2 separate regions of the Drosophila melanogaster genome follow, and region 1 is linked to region 2. The links are chromatin contacts, called in public Hi-C maps. All regions are on one chromosome and are shown on one strand. Each heading gives the region's core, a stretch centred on a gene start, on an enhancer-like site or on the middle of the called end of the contact. The rest is flanking DNA. Distances are from core to core; before and after follow the strand shown. Region 1 holds the start of homer (homer,). Region 2 holds the start of CG11050.

Region 1 (6,505 bases), core at 3,488-5,987, 110 kb before region 2:
TCCTGGGTGAGGGCGTTCTTCTCGTCCAGCGCATGCATACGCTCCTTCAGGTGCACTTGCAGACGCTCGTTTGACTCCGAGAGCAGCTTATCCACCGTGGAGGAAAGCCGTAGGTTGTGCTCCTCGTTCATCTTCAGACGCTGGTTCAGTCTTACCACCTCGTTGGTCTTCTCGTCGAGGTTCGTCTCCAGTCCCCGGATGCGGTCTTCTGCAGAACCGTGTCTTTCTTGAGCCTGCAAATGGTTTCAGCCAGCGAGTTTAATGAACTTGTCCACACGGTTTAATCAGTGGCGGAGGAAAATGTTAGTTCTGGTTTTAGTAATGAAAGCTAATAGTGAGTATATTCTCTTGTATACCAACTACACTTAGGTACCCATTGCAATCCAAATACATTAAAACATAAGAAATAAATGCTGACAATGTATAATGTCGTGAATTGATATCTACCAAATATAACCACATTATATGAGATATTGGAAACCTTCGTAATTGGTATACTGAGAGAATTGTTAGGTCTGATTTTGATTTGGTTTCGGGTGCGTTAGAGTAGAAAGTTCTGGTGCAGTACAAAGATAGAAATAGTAGGTATAGTACATAGAAACTGAGTTGTTGTTGAAGTTGTTGGTGGTTTCTTGTGGCAGAAAATACGCAAAAGATAAGAACATTACACAAAACAGAGTAGAAGTTGTAAGGGATAATATTTGTTGTTGATACTTGTCATATGGAACCTGTCCGGCGCGCATATTAGTTCGAGTGCATACCTTGTTTCCTACCTTAGTCAATGCCTCCATGCGTGCCTTTAGCTGCTCTTCCATGTCGGGCTGCAGCTTGGCGTGCTGGGCGAGCTTCTGTTCGGAGAGCTCCAGCTTCTCCTCGATGGCCCCGATCTTCTCCTCGTGCAGCTGATTCGGATTCGGCATTGATCATATGGCATGGATTGGTTGTGGTTCGTATTTGGGGCGGGTGTTTGTTCGATTAGTTGTCGGGGGGAATAGTTGCGTATGTAAATGCAATTGATTAGTCACGCTTAAGGGGAGCTTAATGAAAGAGCAGGCTAGGGCACAATTAGAAACAGAGTGGATCGATTTTTTACAAAATATCACAGATGCTATACGAACTAGATTTCGCTGCTAATTTTATTTCATTACTCTAGCATACTAGCGATAATTGCTTGACTTGTAAGATCATGAAAAATTTATCTGCTATTCAATTGGAAATAACTTTACAGTAAGGTAATGAGTAATCAATGGATTTTTTTGAACAAATGGACTGTGCGCTTATCGAAATATAATAAAAAAAAATCGATCCTCATGAATAAAAGTAAAGATATGTATGCCTGCCTTAACCATAAGCTGTAATTTCCTTGGTTTTACCCACCTTGAGCTGCGCCTCTTTATGCCGTAGTTCCTGCTCGAGTTTCTCGTTGAGATCATGCAACGATGTAGACTCCCTCTGAGCATTCAGGTATCGCTTTTCCAATGTGGTAATGCGCTCCTCCTAAAAATGAACGTATAAGTAAAAAACTGAAACCATGCTGTGAGTATTATTCACTCACCTGATCCTCTTTCTGGGCAACATTCTCGCGCAGATCCCGCTGCAGCTTGGCACACTGGTCTTGGGCCTTGCAGTGTTCCTTTTGCACTCGCGACATGTTCTCCTCAAGCTCACTAATCTTGTTGTTCAAATCAGAAACGCGTCGCTGCCATTGTGAAAGTTCCGAGGTCTGACAAGGAAAGAGCGTTTTAAAAAGTGTTCACCATATGCAGACTGGAAACAGATCCGCAATCTTCACCTGCTTCTCAATAATGGTTTGCAGCTCGTGGGTTTTGGCTGCGTAGTCGTTCAGCTCATTTGCCTCGCCATTAACGCCACCAGATCCGCCCACGCCCGCCATCTAGGGTATTGGAAAATAGAAGAGATATATTAAACCGGACATGCTTGACTGCATTTCGAATGTGGAACGCACCTTCTCTTTGAGCCCGTTCTCGGCGCCCCCACCACCGGCGGTGGTTGCGGCACTCCCTGCTCCGCTGCCACTGCCCACGCCAGCTGGCACCACGCCCGCCTTGTACTGGGCCAGTTCCTCCTTGGCAGAGCTGAGTTCCTCTTCCATCATGTTGTTCTTCTCGATGGAAAGCCGCAACCGCTCGCGCACCTTCTCGTCCAGCGCCTTGTGGTGCTCGAACAGCGACTTTAGCGCCTTGAGCACTTCCACCTCGCTGGAGACGCCGCTCTGGGCGGCAGCCTGTCGCTTCACAACGGTCATACGCAGGGAACGCTCGTGGCGGGACACCAAGCACTCCAGATGTTCGAGGAGAAGCTGAAATAGTCAAGTTAGATCATTAAAAATATATTATTTCACGCAGTAACCGACGTTTAAATTGTCTCTTTAAAAGTAAAATTACCGTAGAAATTTAATTAAAACTGATTTTCTTGATATTCAATGAAGCGGAAAGGACTTATAAATACAGTTTACTTCACTTTTTATGGTTTAAGACGGATGTGAATACAAAGAACTAATTCTTAAAAGGCTGTAACAATGTTTGTATAGTCACTGATAAGTAAACAAATAGACAAGCCATGTTCGAAATAAAAATGAAGACGGACAGAGTAAACTTTTGTATTGTTCCCGGTATATGTGACTAATTCGCAAAAGCAAGTACCTACAACTGTTTCTTGTTTGAATAACAATGGGATATGTAATTTAGCAATGGCTATAATACCTAAATTAATAAATTAGTCTAGCAAATCTTGTCATGATCTACCTGATCTAACCATTACTCAATTGTCTCAGTAATTGAAATACCAAGGATCTAAATTTTCGAAAATCACTTACCCTGGTATTATTCCTCTCCGCCTTGAGCTCCCCAATCTCCTCGTCACGTTCCAAAAGGGTCTCCCGCGCTTGCGTCAGCTCCTTGGTCAGGGTGGCAAACTCCTAGAAAGATCAGGAAAAGATTTTAGGTAAACTGCGGTATCAGCATGCAGAGGCCACTTACTTGCGGCAGATTAGCGTTAATCTGTCGCTGCAGGCTGTCCCGCTCCTTCTCGACGTCACGCAGCTTGTTCTCCGTCTCGTTAAGCCGCTCCTGCGCCTCCCTCAGGCTGTCCATCAGCTTGTCCCGCTCGTCCAGCATGGAGACCATCAGCTGCTCAAAGTTGGCATCCTCCCCGCTAAACTGCGAGGAGCGCTGCGAGATGCTATCCTCGGATATCGTGGGCATTACGTCGCACATCATGTTCCACATTATTTAGTTGGGGCCGCCAGACTGTGCGAGACAGAGAGGGGAATAAAGGTTACAGGATTTTGGCTGTAGGTACATTTTGTGCGGAGATTGTACCACTATCGCTGTTACCGAAGCACAAAAACTAGACGCGTTTTTCTAAAGTTTCTTGAATTTGATCCTTGATCATAAATGAATTGGCGTGATTGAATTTTTGTCTGTGATTCCGCATATGGGAGATACTTAATGCTGTAGCTTCTTCTGCATAAAATCAAATTCTTTATGTTAATTGAATTTATAAAGTAAATTCAATTAATTCATACAAAATGTCCATTCTATGGAGTCCGGATATTTTACTACACACACACACGTTCGCTAGCCATTCCAATTGAAATACCCAGCATAGTGGGAGAAACATGTCTAATGAGACTTATCATAGGCGCCGCATTGATAACAAGTTTTCTACACCAACACATACGCACACTGTCGCAGGCGGGGGCACACGCACGGCATACACACTCACACGCGCACGCACACAGGCACAGTACTTTTTCTCTTTCGCATAACTGGCATATTTTGTGTGCCTAGGTGTGTCGCTGTCGCATTTTGCAATCACATATACCCGAAACAGGGTTAAACGAGCAGCAGGTGCGAGCTTACGCCGCTTTTAAATGCGTTCCAATGAGTTTTTCACCTGAAATTTCGGTTTAGTGGGACGGCGTTCGTGTGAAAAAAAAGAGGCTGCGAGAAAATCGCCTCGTACTCCTCGTTACGCCGGAACACGTACCCCGATCGATCGCACGGCGGCTGGGCAGCAGCAGCAACAACAACTCTGGCCGCTTTTTGCCCTTCGCATAGGTGTCCCGGCTGCTTTTAATTAAATAAACCGAATTCCAAATGGATTTTTTAACGATGAGAAACTGGTCAGTGTTACCAGATGGCAAAACGGCTAAAATCCGTAAACCAACCCTGGTTCTTCACTACAAAATGTACTACATTTCATGAATTTTTTCAGTGGTTCTATTTCGTCCAAAAAATATAGAAGTAAAATGTGTTGTTTTAAAGTTTTTGTGGCAGTCTATTTATGTTCAAAGCTAAATTATATGCAAATATTATTGCCGATCAGGAGTTGCCATTTGACCTATCGTCAAGTATTAGAAAAATGTGTACTAAAACTAATGCTGCCACACCGCACAAAGAAAACCATATCTAACAAATATTCAAACTACATGTAGGCGCACAACTAGACAGTCAAAAAAACTTATCACTTTTATCTGAAATTATTTTGTAACTTCCGTCATTTAAATGCAATGCTTCAACAGCTACACATGTTTTTGAAAAAATTACATTGTTATGGTGCCTTACAGACAAACATATTTAGTATTTATTTATCTTAATTAATTTGCAATTCGCTTTACAGCGATTAAATTATTCGATAAGAATCATTGCTCTTATACGAGCTCATGTGTTATCGATGCTTGGAAGCTAATAAATAAATCATCGATGGTGTTGAGCCAGTAAAAACATCGATAGCACCATACAAACATCGATTTTGGTTCCAGCTCTAGACATTTGTGTTTTATTTTTTTTAACCGTGAAATTCATAAGTAAAACCGACTAGCATTGGTATAAACTGCTGCGGAAGCACTCAGTCAGCGCCAAAGAACGAATACAATGGGGTAAGACCGATGGGCGCGGCCAAACCGGCCTAAACCTGCCGTTTTTACTGTGGGAAAAATCGACGCCGAACTAGCTGACATCTCCCCCCTATGATGTTGTTGTTGTTGCTGCCGTTCTGTGTGTAGCGGGCGGCGTAAATACATACATATATATGTACACAAACATACACCTACACACGCACACGCGTGGGCAGGCCAATTACATGTGTGTGGGTGTGCAGGTGTGTGTGACTGTGCAGGTGTGTGCGTGCGTGTTTTCCGCCCGAGAATCAAAAATCACAAGCAAGGCTGCGGAAAAGGCTTAGCACATAATGCAATTTAGTCGGCGGTCGACAGTCGCCAGCGATAACGGGAAGACACAAGTTATAGAGCTCAGCGAACGATGTCGGCGGATAGGTAATAGATAAGATATATATATGTATATGTGTACAAATAAAGGCACTGGAGGCTACCACGGATACGGAATTGATTTGATGGGGGCCCTGCGCCCCGCAACAAACTGTCATTGCATCAGGCCAGATCGCAAAAAACAAACATATATCGACCTACTTTATCAAATAAGGACCACGAGGATTATCCTGGGACTTAAGGACTACTAATTATAAATGCATTACACAGTGCCTGTTGACTAATAAACCACAGTAAAAGAATGCTTTGCCATAGTTTACTCACACGAGCACAGAAGCACAATTTATTGCCTGCTCTAAATGGAATTTTTAATTAATCACACGCTTGTCGCTTTAATCCCTTTATGACCCTTAGCGAACAACCGATTTTCACCTGCCAGGCGCACGTCTTCCACATCGATCCGAAGACGAAGCGCACCTGGATCACGGCCAGCATGAAGGCGGTCAACGTTAGCTTCTTCTACGACAGCTCGCGAAATCTGTACCGCATCATCAGTGTCGAGGGCACCAAGGCGGTGATAAACTCGACGATCACACCCAACATGACCTTCACCCAGACCTCCCAGAAGTTCGGCCAGTGGAGCGATGTGCGGGCAAACACGGTGTACGGCTTGGGATTTGCCTCAGAGGCGGAATTGACCAAGGTGAGTGGTTAGCATATGTCTCACATATTTATATACTAATCATATCGCTCAACAGTTCGTAGAGAAGTTCCAGGAGGTCAAGGAGGCCACCAAGAATGCCATGAAATCGGCCAACGGATCGAATGCCGTCACGCCCACCACCTCGGCGAACACGTCGCCCATTTCCGGGAGAGCTGTGGGCTCCATGCAGAACGACAACACAGCCATCGATCCGCACACTGTGGAGCCGCCCAACATGAGCAACACGAATACCCAGAACGCCAATCCGGACAGTCCTTCCCACAAGCTTCTAAATACCAGCGATGTCAAGGCGGACATCGGATCGGCCACGCCCTCGCCGCAGCCCACTTCAGGGGTAACTGGTGGCGGTGGAGTGACCATCTCGTCTGGCGGAAGCATTGTGGGCATGCACACGGGTCCTGGAGCCGGCGCCACCGCCGAGCAGCAGCTTAAGTACGAGAACGAGCGTCTGAAAATGGCACTGGCACAAAGGTAAGCAAAGCGTTGACCGTCATTGGCTCAAGGCAATAATGCCTTCTTTTCAGCTGCGC
Region 2 (6,911 bases), core at 1,862-4,361:
GAATTAAAGCAGAACATTTTTGACTGCATATACGCAAATACACCTATACATTAAATATATATATATATATTTTTTTTTTTTGGAAACCGACTATAGAAATCCGTTCAAGGGGGACAAGAGCGAGGTTGTCGCTGGTATTATACAATACTTTCGCAGATATACTAAACAAAATAGAAAAGTGAAAAACGAAAAACGAAAGAGTGCAGGCGAAACAGAATTGATTATACAAAACGTAAATAAATACATCTTTGCGTTCTATTTGCGTTGGCTTGCGTTCTTTTGTTTATTTTCTGTTTGCTATCTGGTTTTACTTGAGATCGCGGTTTTGCAGAAATAATTTGATAAGCAATTTGTTTATTACCAGAGGGTTTCGTAATAAAATTCTAATGCGGATGGAAAGGTTGAGTCGGATTTCAATTTACAAATTCCAAAGGCAAAGCAAATGTGAAATTGCTAACACCTATACATAAATAAACAACATACTAAATAAATAAACTTTTTCCATTTTTCTGATCACTAAATAGCTCTAATATAAGTTATTAGCATTAAAAGCCAAATAAACAATAACACGTGAAATTGCTAACACCTATACATAAATAAACAACATACTAAATAAATAAACTTTTTCCATTTTTCTGATCACTAAATAGCTCTAATATAAGTTATTAGCATTAAAAGCCAAATAAACAATAACAAAATGTTATCTCTTTGAAGAGTAAGGTTCTGTAGCAACCAGTTACTTGGTGGCAAAATCAAAACACGCAGGACATCGGGAAAAATCGATGCGAGCATATGACCCGCAAGTGGAGCGGGAAAAAACGCAGGCAAACCAGTTCCACATACCTTCAGGTTGCCGATGAGCTCCATGAACTGAAGTATCTCGCCGAGGCCCGAGCTGAAGCAGGGCTTCTTGCCGGCACTGGCCGATGCGGCGGCCACCTCGTGGCAGGATGCGCCCAGTCCGGGCGTCTCCACATCTCCGCCGCCCGTGCTGGCCGTGATTTCATCCGATTTCTGCGACTGCAGAGGCTCAGCTGCTAGCGATGACATGGCGAACTTGGTGGCGGTCTGCTGATGCTGCTGTTGCTGCGAGGACTTGGCACTGGTCTGTCCCTTGGCTGACTGCGTGTGGATGTGGCGCTGGATGTCCTGGCTGCGCTGCTGAAGTATCCGTCTGGCTAAGTGGTGTGATGTGAAATTCTGGCCGTGCGCCGACTCCAAATCCGACTCTGATTCACCGTGACTGCGACCGTCCGTGTGCGATGGCGAACCGTGACTGCTGTTGTCGCCGAACTTCGCTTGACTAGAGTGCTTTGTGGCGGCAGACGCTGTGGCTGTGCACTGAAAAAATATGTGGGTTATTCAAATCTAGCGTTGTAAAACTAAATGATAAAAGCAATACAAAATCTAATCTTGTATTAATTTTAAGCAAATATGCATGCAAATTGATTTTAATTATACGTTAAACTAATTATTTTTACCAGTGTCTTTGTGGCTCCCGACGTCACGCCGCTTGCTGTCGCTCGGAGCAACTGCTGTAGTTGTAGTGAGAACATCGCGACCACAGATGAGATCAAATTCAGATCGTGGGCCACAAATTTGTAGCCTGAGTCAAACACGTGATGTGCAAGTGGCGTCTGTAGGTGAGAAAGGGAGGGAAATACATAATCGTAAGTGTTGTTGTCATGAGCAACAATTCGGAACAGTTTTATTGCATGCGATTAATTTGACTGAGAAAATGAGAAATAAAGTGTCATGGGATAAACTGTTATCTACGTTTCTGTTGATTTATGGAAATATGCATATTTAGGCATAATTAAAATCTACTTAAAAACGAATTGAAAGCACTTGATCTGTAATTTCACACTAATTAACAACAAAAAATGCGAGACAAGTAATATATTTTTAAAAATTTAAAGTATTAATACTTTAATGATATTTCCACTTCAATAGGCTGATGCAATGTATATTATGCACACAACCAGTCACTTTTCGCAAAAACACAAAACGAACTGAGGCAATTAAAAATTATTTATTTATTGCAAAACACAATGTCGAAAATGATATTGCTTTTTAAATTTTATAGGTCGTCCAAAGTGCAATCGATGGGCAAAAATAATTAGTTTCTTATCAGCTGTCGGCACTTTTCTTCCCAGTCTCTCATATAAACATAAACATGAAAATGTATGTTTATATGTATGTTGGTACAGTTCGGTTCAAAACAATAACACTAAAATATTACAAAGGATTTAACAGGAATTCCAAGCAATCACAAGAGTTTTAAATCTTAGTTTGCAGTAAATTATGATATACAAAACTAAAGTGAAATAATTAAATAATTTATACATGAATGGAACCGTTTGAAATTAAAGTTTGTTTGCACCTATGTATGTGCCTATGGAATGGAAATGGCTGAAACACACAATCGACTTCAAATTTTGCGCACTATTTTACCGCCGCAGCTGTTTCTCTGATGCACGTGTGTGTGTGTGTGTGTGTAGTTCGGCTACCTGGGTGCAAGAAGTTCCGTTAGAACAGGGGCAGCGAATAAATAGGAAGCGATGCCGAGAATTGACAGGCAGCTCAAGGTGAAGGCGTTCGATCGCGGGGAGGGGGAATTCGTGGCGGTACGTTGTGTGCGTCGTGTGGCACGTAAGCACCGTTAGTTCGTTGCAATGTTGACGACTATGAGCTGCGCCCGCCGATGAGAAACTGAAATGCTTTCTTTTGATTCGGCAACGCGACCGCCGCGGCCACAGCGCTTGTAATTAGATACCATCGCACACCCACACACACACACATCGCACACGCGCACAACTACAACAACAAAACGAAATAGTTAGAATTACTAACGGAATTTATGCAACAGCTCAACAATCTGCATTCTGCATCACCAAGCGCTGTGCATCGTGCTGCGATGAATATTTTTAATTTAATACACCAATCCACTCGATCTCTCGCCCGCCGACGGGCAAATAAACAATGTTGCGCGCTCTTTTATTCAATTGTGTTGGCTTTTCGCAGCAATTGCACAATTGTCTTTTTTCGGTTACACTTTTCGTTATTCTGACCGCGAGCAGCTGTTGGCGTCGGTGTGACCAGGTCACGGCAAAATGCCATCGAGCAGCGGCGGTCAGCTGCTTGCTTGAGTCATCAGGGCTGGGTAAACCGAAATTCGTGGTTTCACTCCGAGCCTTACTGTATTGGTGATAAACTTGGATGAAAACATTTTCTGGCAGTCTGGCAGCGCCCTGCATTTAACACTGCAACAAAAAGGAGGAGTGAGTAAAATAAGTAAAGTTAAAGGGTTAAAGGGCAAAAATGGTTATGGCTTAAATCATTAAAAAGAAGTAACATTTGTGATGATTTATTGAATTCGCAAAGATTTCGCATCAGCAACATATAGCTTGAAGGATTAAATATCCTTCGAAATACTTAAGAGATTTAACCCAAGCAATACCCACTGTGTATCTGTTTTTTATTAATATTTCATGATTCAAGCTCTGTATTAAACCGCTTTCTTGTGTAGCTACTTTGTTATAATTATTTACTTTCCAGATTATATTGCAATCGCTTTCTGACAGAAATAGGTCGCCAAATAAGTCGCTTCTAAGGCAGTTAAGCGCGGAATGAGTTAGACTAAAACTGTCAAAACGTCAACCACTAAGCCCAAAATGGATCCAATGGATCTGGAGGGCAGTGCGACCACAAGCCAATTTAATTGATTCCAGCCAACTGTCACGTTGGCAGTCGCGTTTTTGGGGGACTGGGCGATAATTTGGACGGCTTCCGGTTGGGCGATGCGGATTATGAATAAATTTAAATCGACGGTTACGACTTATGCATATTTTAGACAACATTACCGCACATAAATCCGTTGCATCTATTATGCAACAGCGCTTTGCTTGCGGAAATGATTTATTTATGGGTCAACTAGCAGTCAAAGTGCAGGCTTATTTGTATTTTTTTTTGTAACTGCGTTTGTGGAAATCCTCAATGGAAAATGTATTAACATTTATTTTATCGGCGGTATGCAATTAAATTGGTGTAATCTTTTGCGCAAATTTCATAATTGATTCGAATAAATTGCTGCACAATTTTACCCATCATCAATTTAAAATCTTTTACAATGGCATTAGGAAAAGTTGTAGCACTCAGTCAACAAAAAAGATAGAAGTTTGAATATATATATCCTTTATATATTTACTGATATAGATATGCATGATTTTGCAACATCAACTTATTTTTGCAATGTCCCAAGGACTTGATTATCTTCCGGCGCAGCTGAATCTCTTTGAGGGGCATACCAAAAATTTTTCAATTTCAGCAGATGCAACTTTTCATCCATTTCCTTATTTTGCTGCGTAACTGGCAAGTGAAGCGCTAATGAAAAACTTTGACAGAAAACTGCATTCCTGCAGGGAAATTGAAAGCCTGCGCCGAATGACAGGAAAAATTGCGAATAAGAAGAAGTTGGAGGACAGGCACTAAGGAAGGAATAACAATAGTCTGCCACGGTCGATGGGCCAACGCGGCGTATGATTAATGCTACCCCGGCATCAATGGAAATCAATTAATTAACGACAACAACAAGGAGCTGCCGAGGCAGGAATCGATGGGAAGTGGAAAACAAAGGACACGCGCTCTCGTCTGCTCATGAATGAATCAGCGATTGAATGAATGAATGAGTGTAATGACTCTTTCATTAAGCGCTGGACCGTGAATAAAGCATTAACCCAACCAGCAACCAGCAACCAGGCAGCATAATTTGCCCGGAGCAGCTGCATAAATTTCCATTCACTTAGACAAATGTGACAAAACGGAAATTGCAAACGGAGCTAAGCACTCGGTAGCATTTCAGTTTCCTGTCGGCAGCCAAAAGTCCCAGGACGAGCTCAAGGATCCTCTGCTCCTCGATTGGCATTTCGCAACCAGGCATTCGCCTGCCCAGCTGGCTTAATAAATGATGAACACGCTGAAGCATATTGAAATGTAATTCATAACGAAACAGCAGCAGCACCGGTTCGCACAGTCCCAGTCCCAAGTCCATCTTTTGTGCCGGATTGCGCATACGTCATGTTGGACACAGGAAGTGCCTGCAGGCAGTGTTCCGCTTGCTTCCATATGCTAATTGAATTATGCATCGGCCAGCACTGCACTTAACTCGATAAGCGCTGTGAAAAAAGTAGATTTAAATTGAATGTTCTTCTACTTCTGATTCAGTCAGCATATCATGTCTATGATGGTAAACTATAACTTGCTTAAAATGGTAGAAATGATTTTCATTACTGTGATATGAACATTTGGCAACAGAAATCACTCTATAAAATCCAATGATTAATCGTAGTCAATATAACAAACGACTTGTCAGCAAGTTTTCAATGCAACCAATGAGAAATAATTGAATCGCGCGTTATGGCAATTTTACACTTAAAATCACTACCATTTTATTAACAGTGACGAGCATTGACGAACAAAATCATTTAAAAAGTAATCAATTTACTTATTGATTTTACCAATTTAATTAAACTTTCTCCGGCAAAAACCGATGACTGCAGGTCATTTATTATCGCTTTTTGTACAAGCAGAATGCGTTAAAACTCCTGACATATACCAACCGAGTTTGGACACATCTCGAAGTCTGTGAAGATAAGCTTTTGGTCTAAAGTCTGCAGTTTGCTCTTGGCCAACCCCCTCGCTATCACCCTGTCCTACATTGAAAATTAAAACTTTCATTGGCCACTTTTGGACTGTGATTTCCTTTTCGTGTTTTTTGTCCGGATCTCCCTTCTTACTCTTGGTCCTCAAATTTCGCGCTGACAAACTTTATTATTTCGCTAAAAACTTTTTAATGACAAAATCAAATTGGTGCAGGCAAAAAAGTTGCGGCCAAGAAAGGCAAGACGATAACAAGTTGCTGTTTGTCTTATAATTTGAGGCTTATTACAGAGACTAGCCTGCATTACATCCATGACCATGCCAGAGGTTTCTGCTCTCTAATAACATCGTTTTATGTCTTTTATAGAATTAATATATTTTCTTGAAATTGTGTGTGGCAAGTTTGTTCTCTTAGTGTTTTCTGGGTAAATAATACAGCCCATTTGTTGCACACCTTCAATGTTCAATGGATCATTTATTCTTTGCCATACGAAATGACAGACCATCAGCGATATTAAATTTAAAGCACTAATGTTTATGACTATCGATTATTTGAAACGCTTGGCGTGCAAACGTATGTATATAGTTCTTTTCATTGATAAAGTGTTTTTATGATACAGTGAAGACATTAACATAAAAAATGCGAACCATTTTTAAACCATTCGTTTAAAAATCTATTTGTATAAAATAATATGAATAAACCAAGAAGCACAGTATTTTCAAAAGAGTGTATAAAATAATATGATGTTAGAATGCCTTACACTTTCGGTGCGCACTGTAAGTATGTGGGCAATGGGCGGTCAAATGGTTGTGGGGCCGTTCAATCAAATTCCTCGAAATGTGGGTTCAGTATCCGGAGACTTCGGAGTGGGTTTCGGAATGGAATCCTGCCCATTTGCCATTCCTGGCGATGGGATAATGGCAAACTATTAGTTAGCGTCCACAGAAGGGAAAAGGTTTCATGGGTGCACAAATATGCGGGCCATAAAAACTAAATAAATTACAATTTTTTAGTTAGTTAATGTGGCGAGAAGGATTGGGGAGATGCCTTGACCCAACCACCAGAACCATCAATCAATGGCTTGTCAATTTGGTGGCTAAGTTGTGTAAAAAGACGGAGCGACAAGTTGCATTGGAAAATCGATGAAAACGGTGCGCCACTGACTCATTTATTTAAACAATCAGTCGGAAGCTGAGCCAAATGTGACTAAAAACTACATTTGCTAGCCCCCTTCAAGGGATTTCCCCACCCA

What was found. Hi-C and Micro-C count contacts between places; a contact is called where the count stands out from the background.
Region 1: a contact with region 2 is called in a Hi-C map of the Kc167 cell line, with 2.0 times the contacts expected there. The contact joins the promoter of homer here to the promoter of CG11050 in region 2. A contact is called at or near these places in 6 of 107 Hi-C or Micro-C datasets (the Kc167 cell line, the S2 cell line and embryonic mesoderm).

The regions. Positions count from the first base shown.
Region 1 is chr2L:6,721,591-6,728,095 of dm6, reverse strand. It overlaps homer (homer,), which reads left to right and starts at 4,737. Exons shown (of 7, transcript NM_001273221.1): 1 at 4,737-4,903; 2 at 5,666-5,954; 3 at 6,010-6,446; 4 at 6,500-6,505. The coding sequence starts at 4,899. Liprin-alpha (Liprin-alpha,) reads right to left here and starts at 4,193. Exons shown (of 15, transcript NM_001273224.1): 1 at 4,012-4,193; 2 at 3,707-3,918; 3 at 3,000-3,269; 4 at 2,837-2,938; 5 at 1,967-2,320; 6 at 1,793-1,894; 7 at 1,556-1,723; 8 at 1,378-1,497; 9 at 1-233. The coding sequence starts at 3,248.
Region 2 is chr2L:6,607,211-6,614,121 of dm6, reverse strand. It overlaps CG11050, which reads right to left and starts at 3,111. Exons shown (of 5, transcript NM_135208.6): 1 at 2,854-3,111; 2 at 1,482-1,637; 3 at 844-1,341. The coding sequence starts at 1,556.